2 separate regions of the Mus musculus genome follow, and region 1 is linked to region 2. Evidence: chromatin contacts called from public HiChIP or PLAC-seq data. All regions are on one chromosome and are shown on one strand. The core of a region is the stretch at or near the end of the contact, and the rest is flanking DNA. Distances in the headings are between cores, read along the strand shown. Region 1 overlaps Evi5 (ecotropic viral integration site 5). Region 2 holds the start of 1700028K03Rik (RIKEN cDNA 1700028K03 gene).

The links. HiChIP or PLAC-seq counts read pairs in DNA pulled down with a chosen protein or histone mark.
Region 1: a contact with region 2 is called in a BATF HiChIP or PLAC-seq map of CD8 T cells, with 21 read pairs. The contact joins the enhancer-like site here to the promoter of 1700028K03Rik in region 2. A contact is called at or near these places in 1 of 39 promoter capture datasets (macrophages), 1 of 15 datasets of contacts at CTCF or cohesin (large pre-B cells), 3 of 484 Hi-C or Micro-C datasets (B cells, the HPC-7 cell line and Th1 cells) and 1 of 115 datasets of contacts at active chromatin or transcription factors (CD8 T cells).

Annotation. Positions count from the first base shown.
Region 1 is chr5:107,775,799-107,780,332 of GRCm38.p6, forward strand. The region is part of intron 18 of Evi5 (ecotropic viral integration site 5); the gene reads right to left. Among named protein-coding and RNA genes, the nearest start is that of Gm42147, 37 kb to the left of the region's middle. Within about 2 kb of position 1,608, at least 26 of the 459 cell types and tissues checked have an H3K27ac peak or open chromatin away from gene starts, as enhancers often do. A contact at or near this core is called in CD8 T cells and Th1 cells, where this site is marked.
Region 2 is chr5:107,532,641-107,536,738 of GRCm38.p6, forward strand. It overlaps 1700028K03Rik (RIKEN cDNA 1700028K03 gene), which reads left to right and starts at 2,080. Exons shown (of 6, transcript NM_182745.3): 1 at 2,080-2,168.

The sequences.
Region 1 (4,534 bases), core at 358-2,857, 240 kb after region 2:
CCTTTTTTATATGTACAGGCCCTCCTCTGGGGTGTCTGAAGACCGCTACAGTGTACTCATAGCAACAAATCTTTTAAAAAATCATAACTTGGTACAATTTCTAACACTAAAATATATATTATATATATGCATAAATACACACCATCAAAACAAAATAAAAACATTTTGTTCAAAGTAATTTTATAGCTATGCATCAAGAAGGCTGGCAAGATGGCTCAGCAAATAAAAGTAGGAAAGCCTGACTTTGCGCTAAAAGAGGGAAGTAATGAGTCCACAAAGTTGCTCCATGTTCTCTATGTGCAGCATACTGTGGTGTACACATACCCACATTCACACCCACATGCAATAAAGTAAACAAAAAATCAAAAAGAACACAAAATAAATCTAAAATAGAAAGAAAATGTAAGCAGTGATTAATAAAATAGGTTTACAAATGTTCAGAGATAGCCATGGTGGCACATGCCTGAATTCAGCACTCAAGCCAAGACATAAGGATTTTGAATCCAAAGCCAGCCTGGGCTATACAAGACCATGTCTCAAAGGAGAATGAGGTCTTCAGTGTGCACACTTGCAGCAGTTTACTAGCATCATGTCAGCATGCATTCTACAGTGCACGATGTGCTGGCCACTCTGACGTTTGCTTTCCAGATTACATATATGTGCTGGCTACTGAGTCCACTGGCTCTCCCCTTCCTGAGTTTTCTTCAGATACCTGACATACAAGCAAAATTTTCACCTAAAACATGGTTTTTAAATTTTTATAGGAAGAGGACCTTGGTCCTGTGAAAGTTATATGTCCCAGTATAGGGAACTGACAGGGCCAGAAAGCAGGAGTGGGTGGGTTGGTGAGCAGGGGGAGAGAGGAAGGGATAGTGGGTTTTCAGAAGGGAAACTAGGAAAGGGGATAGCATTTGAAATGTAAATAAAAAAATATCTAATTTTAAAAAAAGAAAAAAATTATATATTACTTCTAGAATTTGAAATAATTACTTAATAGACCTTGTTATTTTAGTCCTGTTGGCTAAAATTAAAAACACTTGTTATAAATAAATATACAACCCTAAAGGAAATAACAGAAACAATTAGTAATCTCCCCCATGTTCTCTTCATAAAGATTTCAAAATAAATCTAAGGTTATACATAGGATGTGGGTTCTCTCTGGGAGTAGTATTACAGAAGGTCTGTGGTATTAGCAGGGTCATGACACAACACAGGTTGCTTAGTCTTAGATGCAAGTGTAGAGCTTACATTTTTAAAGTATTTTTTATGTTACAGACACAGAGAAAAAAACTACCAAAGAAGAGATTGTAGCACACAAAGGCAGAGCCAAGCTCTCTCGCCTTCAAAACTACTTTGTTTCTACAGAATACTTTCAAAAAGCTATCTCTTAACTATTTTAAAGGTTAAATAACATTTTATGGCTATATTATGAAATTAGGTTCAACGGTCAGAGAGGCCACAATATTAACTTACAGCAGAGTGAGGACTGTTTTGTTCTAATTGGTTATTTTCAATTCGTCTATTACAGCCAAAGGCCTTATGCATTGGAACTGCACTAGATGACTGCAAGACAGTTGACAGGTTGCACCCTGAGCCAAATGGTGCTGAAACAGAGAACAAGCACTAACTTTAATAAGTTATTACTGATTTCCAACGCAGTCCCAAGGACAGGGAGCACCCTGGCTAATAAGTGAAGTAATACTGAAACATTGAAAACAACCACTAACTTTAATAAGTTACTACTGATTTACAACGCAGTCCCAAGAAAAAAAGTTAATCAGAACAGAAGATGTGGTAAGTGGTAACCTCTCCATGACTTTGAGGTGACTCATTTGAAACATCTAAAAACAAATCACACTAACCTTGTGTGTAACTAACTGATGGATCCTCAAAACAGTTTCCTGTAACTTAAAGTTATGAACACAAAGTTTGAGTAGTCTTTTTAGTAACCAGAAGAAAATGAAAACACATTTGAGTATCTATAAGATATGTGTTCTGAAAAGTACAGAGGAAGAAAAGAAGTCAGACTTATTTTTCTAGCATTTTTTTCATGGCTAAGTTTGACTTACAAAGAGAAACACATACTAGTATTTTAGAGTGACATTTCTGACAAGATTGGACAAATGTACACATGAAAAGATCAGCCTTAGACACAAAAGCTAGAAAATGTTTCTTATAAATTGTAGTTTAACTAGCAGTGAATTATTTTTGTTACAGATATTTAAAATTCCACATAATTCTAAGTTTCTAAAAATGATGAGATATAATTTACATTAGACATTATTTGAAATAATCTTAGGTTTAAAGAAAAACTGAGAAGGTATTTCCATGTACCGAGCAGGCACTTTCCCCATTAGCATCTTACATTCTTCAGTTATGTTTGTAAAGATTCAGGAACCAGTACTGATACATAATTATGAATGAAGCCCACAGTGTACTCAGCTCTGTTTTCTGTAGCTCCGGGCCTGACTTCCCCACTTGCTTTTTCTGTTGTAAGCATTGACCCGAGACATAGCAATAGATTTATTTATGACTTTAGGATCCTTTGGCTGTAACAGTTTCTCAGATTTGTATTTTTCTTTTTTCATGGCTTTGAGCTTCTCTAGTCAAGTGTTTGCAGACTGTCCACAATGGAACATGTGTGCAGGAAGAAGATCCTAAAATGCCATATACAAACTCTAATGACAAGACAGCAGGCAGGGTGGGATAGTCCCTATGCCCAGCTCTCTTTGTTGAGATAGTTACAAACTAGCTATTTCTACATTTTAGAATGCCTGAAGCAAAAGCCCTAAAAGAGAAATATTTTACAATTTAATTAAGTTGTTCAAAAGGGAAACAATAAAGAAATATACTTTGAGGATCAGATGGAATCTTATCAAACAGAAAGAAGTTTGCCAGCTACGACATAGCATATAAACTATCACCCACTGTGCAACTATTAATTTAGGAAGCTGGAAAGTACAAATCAATTACAAAGCTTTATGGTAAATTCCATAATTCAGAAATCACACTGTAATTTCACACCATTAAAAGGATTAAAATTTTAAAGTGGTAGTAAAGAGCTTATCACTTCCTTTCTATCTCTGTCAAAAGTGCAGGCTGCTCTGGGCACACTGATTTAAACCTAGATCCCACATTCTCTGTCAGAACAGAATTGTGAGTGGGCGTTTTCTAAGCCAAGAGTGGTTGGGGTATTGCCCATCTGAGGCATCCCTAGAGGTTATCTATTGGGCAAACTAGCAAAAGTGGGTAAATGTTACAAAGTACCAGGAACAGTACCAAAGTTAGGTTTGAGTAGACCCATACCATTTTAAATGAAAACTTTCCGTTATTTGTAACATAGCAGTACAAACGTAAAGCCTCACTTAGTACACAGTTTAATGTGGTTTTGATAAGACAACAAACATGCTTTTTTTTTTTTTTTTTAAATCACCTAATACAAACTCAGTTCCAGGACTAAGAATCAGGAAGCATGGGTTTAATTCTCACCTATTTTCCTCAACGGAGCTAAAATGAACTTTTCGATGCCTTGTCCCACTACTTGAAAAGTAGAGACAATTCTATATATTGTCAATGTAAAAACAGGGTTCAAACAACATTTGGATCCACAGAGCAGTGGAAAACACCAACAGAGAAAAGGTGATTTCTGCCATTTCCCACCACTCTAAAGATGACACACTCTTACAAGCATTACTCTAAACAAGGTTTAATTTAAGCATTTTAATAGGCTAAATGTTATCTAGCTCATCTCTGATATACTCAGAACCTTTCAGTGATTTTCCATGTTGCTCAGAGAAAAGCCAAAGTTCTTCGGTTCTGTGTAACAGGTCCTAATTATTTCTCAGACTTGCTCCTCTCTTGTCAAAGCCATCCAGAGACTGTTCCCATTTGCTCTTTACTTTGGATAGGCCTTTGTCCTTACTCTTAGCAGTGAATTCTTTGCCCAAATCTGCCTGTCCTACTTTAATTATGTGTGTATGTATGTCAAAGGTGTCAGGGTCCTCTGGAAGAGCAGCACGTGCTCTTTACCATTGAGTCCTCCAGCCCTGCCTGTCTGCCTTCAAAGCCTTGTTTAAATGTCCCTCCCAATGAGCCTTACTGGTTACATTAGTAAGGGAGCAATAGTCTTATTTCAGCACCTTCTTTTTCTTCTATTCTTTCACCATGACTTTCATCATCTAAACTACATACTGTGAGAGTTGTTCACCAAACTATTCTGTCTAACATTAAGCTAAATAAGGAGATATTTCTGAATTGTTTACTAATCCAGGTAGTGGTTTGAATAGTAATAGGCATGTCATAGATACTCCACAAATTTTGGATGAACTGAAGTTAACACTCCACTTAAATTTATAATTTAACCACTTTTTCATATCTTTTAAATGGGAACATTTAAGATCAAAATGGCATTTCAAGAAATAAACGTATTCATTTTCACTTCAATAAATAAGAATGTTTTGACTATTACTATATGTTGATGTTGGAAATAATGAAACCAAGTACCAGTTCTTCCTCACAGTGAACTTCGGATGCA
Region 2 (4,098 bases), core at 830-3,329:
TCTCAAAATGCCTTAAACAAAGAAATGATTTACAATAGCAATTTATTGCCTACACTTTTTGGAGGCAGGGAAGGCTCCATTCCTCACAAATGTTACCTTTTATTCGTATTTTTCTTAACTAACTCATTTTTATGTTGAATGTGCTTTGCCTGCATGTATGAATGTGTACTAAATTTTATGTCCAGTGCCCTTGGAATTCAGCGAGGGTGTCAGATATCCTGGAATTGGAGTTGTGTTATGACAGGCTGAGAGCTGCCACATGGGTGCAGGGAACTGAACCCAGGTCCTCTGTAAGAGCAGTAAGGGCTCTTAATCACAAGGCATCTCTCCAACCCCAGAATGACACCTCTTAGTTCTGACTTCACATGGCAGAATCAGAGAACATTCTTCCCTGAGCTTTTCTAAGAACATTAATTCCATTTTGTGAGAGAGGAGGCCTCAAGACCTAATTACTACCAAAGACCCTTCCTCTTAATGTAACCACGTTTGCTTTCAATCTATGATCTGGGAGGGAGGTGGACACACAGATATTTAAATCACAAGAAACAGTTGTCTAGCATATGGCAGTAAGAGGACCTGCCAGATACTGTACACTTTCCAGGTAACATTAAGAGTGCGCTTGGACAAAATAATAGCAGGTCAGCCTATTGAGTGGTCATTGTGTTCTGTTACCATGTTTTCCAGATTTTGTCAGGATTTGTATGTGGAAAGGGAGCTTGTAGAATTAGGACATGTCCTAGATCTCTGACACTCTTAGATTTGAATCTCAACTCTTTGTTCACAAGCTCTTCTCTTTTACCCAGATAACTGAATCTAAATCTCAGTTTTCTTATTTTAAAATTAGAAAAGCATGCACCTTACAGAATTTATGGAGAAGCCTTATGAAGTACTGTGTATGAAGTCTATGGCATCGTGCTTAGCACAAAGTTCACAATAAAATTATCTTTTCTCTCCCTCATTCTGGTAAACACCCTTCTTATTAAATACTCTGCTTTGCACTCTCAGAATTGGAGACTCTACTCTCAATCCTGCAAAGTCTCTGGATCGAGAATCATATCATTACTGGATAGGGGACCTCTCAAACTCTTAACAAGGCTCTGTTGCTTAATATTGGGTGCCCCTCCCCCTGCTATGAGCCTTATCTTGCATCAGACGCCTTCTAAGTTCTTTTGGTAATGCCAAGCTTACCCTGCTGATATGGTGAGAAACCAAGGTGTGACTGTAACAGTCTCTCACTTTTCACATCCATCCTGTCTTTCTTTAACACATTGTTCAACAGGAACACAAAAGACTGTAGTTAATTTTAATACTAGGTACATGAAATGCCAACCTTCTGAAATGGTTACCTTTTGCAAAAAATAATCTTTCAGAGTATGTCAGAAGGTTTTTCCTAGAGCCCTTTTGTTCAGGAATATATTTGATAAAGTAAGACACAGGCATAGACTATTCTGCAGTTAGAATATTATTTTTAAATTGTGTGTGTGTGTGTGTGTGTGAGAGAGAGAGAGAGACAGAGACAGAGAGAGACAGAGAGTTTGTGCTGTGTTTGTGGGTGCCCATTGGATTAGAGGTGTTGGATCACTGGAGCTGTAGTTATAGGTGCCTCAGCCACCAGACACAGGCCCTGGGAATTGAAGTCAGATCACCTGGAAGAGCAATACAAGCTTTTAACCACCAAGCTGTCTCTCCAGCCCCTAGAATATTAATCTAATCTAAAACGTACTCCCCACCCCCTTTTGAAACTCTTTATTACTCTGAACACCAGAAATTGAAAAATGTGTTAAGCTTCGTTTAGATCTATTACAGTCTATATATTTTACATACAGAGCCATTATAGAGAATCTAAGTTCACAATTTGGATAAACAGCAGTGTCACTTGGATTTTTGTTGTTGTTGTTGCTACTAATCTAAGGCTACAAGTTCACAGAGATCTACCTGCCTCTGCTGCAACTGAAGGCAAGAGTCCTCACGCCCTGCTTTCCTTTCCTTAGTCAATGAACCCCCCTCCCGCACAACCTTCTTGGTTAACAGCAGTCTTTAGTCAGAGCTGGGTCTGCGGCTGCGCAAAAGCCAAAGTCCAGCATGCACTGCGGCAAGGGCGGCCCTCGGGAAGCCCAGTCCACCGGGCGCTAGGGAGGAGCGAAGTGCAGCAGGGACCTGGCAGTCAGGTGTGTTTGCAGCCTGCGGGTGGTGCCGCAAGCCTGTCTCCCCAGTTTGTTTCTCCCGGTGTGGTGTTTCCTCTGACTTGAGATGCCATCTTTACCTCAGGGCCCGGTGGCCTGAGGGAGGCGCCTTCCTGCCCTTGAGAGGCCCTGACAGGGAAAGTGGTCAGTGTGCCCTGTGGGATTGTAGAGCCGCCTGCACCTCGGGCCTGCCGTGAGCCCTGTGAACTTAAGCTTTATTACTTTATCCACCATTCTTTACTTAAAGAATAGGGAATAGGACACAACGTGAAGATCACGTGGGTCACACGAGCAGGGACGGTGAAGGTGATTTTCCGGAAATCACTCTGCAACCCTAAACATAGTTAAGCGTAGGAACATTCTCCGGCTTGGACAAAACAGGAACAGCAGTCGTGCGTTTCCTTGGTTTTTTAGTTTTTGTTTGTGGGTCTTCTGCCTTCATGTATGTCTGTGTACACGTGCATGTTCGGTGTCCAAGGAGACCATGTGGTGCTGGGAATTGAAGCCCCATCATCCTCTTGCCCTATGAGTCGACGGCCATTCATCTTCAGAAGAGGAAGGCCGCAACTCGAGGCCAGGAGGTTTGGCTAAAGTTAGTTAAGTTGTTGGGACTGAAGGAGTCCCTGACTGCTAGCCTACTTTTTCCCGTAGAAATCCTGAGGTTAGGTTGCTTTCTTAGCCCTAGTTTTCTGATTTCTAATCCTCAACAGTACTCCTTTGGGAAATTACCGACCCCAATTCTTTTTCCGCTTGTCAGTGCTCAAAATTATCTCTCACACAATTGGTTTTAAAACCTAAGAATAAGGGTATGAAGAGTTAAACAAATGTATGAATTACTGATATACACACTCCAGTCTATACTCGGGTATTCGTTTGTGGGTGCAAGATCAAGTAACTGCCATTAGGGTGGAAAGATGAATTTACTTTTTTTTTTTAAATTTATTTATTACTATATCTAAGTACACTGCAGCTGTCTTCAGATGCACCATAAGAGGGCGTCAGATGGTAGTAAGGATGGTTGTGAGCCACCATGTGGTTGCTGGGATTTGAACTCAGGACCTTCGGAAGAGTAGTCAGTGTTCTTAACCACTGAGCCATCTCTCCAGCCCCGAAGATGAATTTACTTTATTCACTATGTGTCAAGGGCTAGAGTAGGTATACCAGAAAATGTCTTTGCTCTCAGAGAGCTGGTTTGTCATTCACTCATTCATGCAATAAATGAGGAAATTATGGAGCAGTAGGTTTCAACTCAGCAGGAAGAACTTGCTAATTATCAGAGCTGTTCATAAGTGGAGTGAAACTATCTTGGGAGACACTGACTGTCCATCACACAGAGTGACTCTCATTTGCATTGGTTGCTTTCTAAATTTAGCTTTGAACTACTTCTGTATTAGGTAACACATAGAATGTAAATCTAGTTGACATTATTTGGTGAAATGAAATACACCTCTAAACAGTCTTGTTGAGAAAATGTGCTAAGTGTTCAGTAGAGTAAGGCAAATTCTGAATAAGTCTCATTTCATTAAAGTGTTGGTTTCTTAGAGAGGATAAGATTTTTAATAAACTAAGTATTTTGTAATGGAAATTTTTATTTATTATGTTAAAGATTTATTTGGGGGCTGGCCATATGGCTCAGAAATTAAGAGCACTGGCTGTTTTTCCAGAGGACTTGGGTTCAATTCCCAATACTTACATGGCAGCTCACAACTGTCTGTTAACTCCAGTTCCAGGAGGTCTAACACACTCTTCTGGCCTCTATGGGCACTAGGCACACATGTGATGCATAATCATACATACAGGCAAAATAACCATACACATAAAATAACAATTCTTTAAAAAATTTATTATTTTCAGTTTTGCATATGATGTGACGTGTGTGTGTGTGTGTGTGTGTGTGTGTGTGTGTGTACACCTG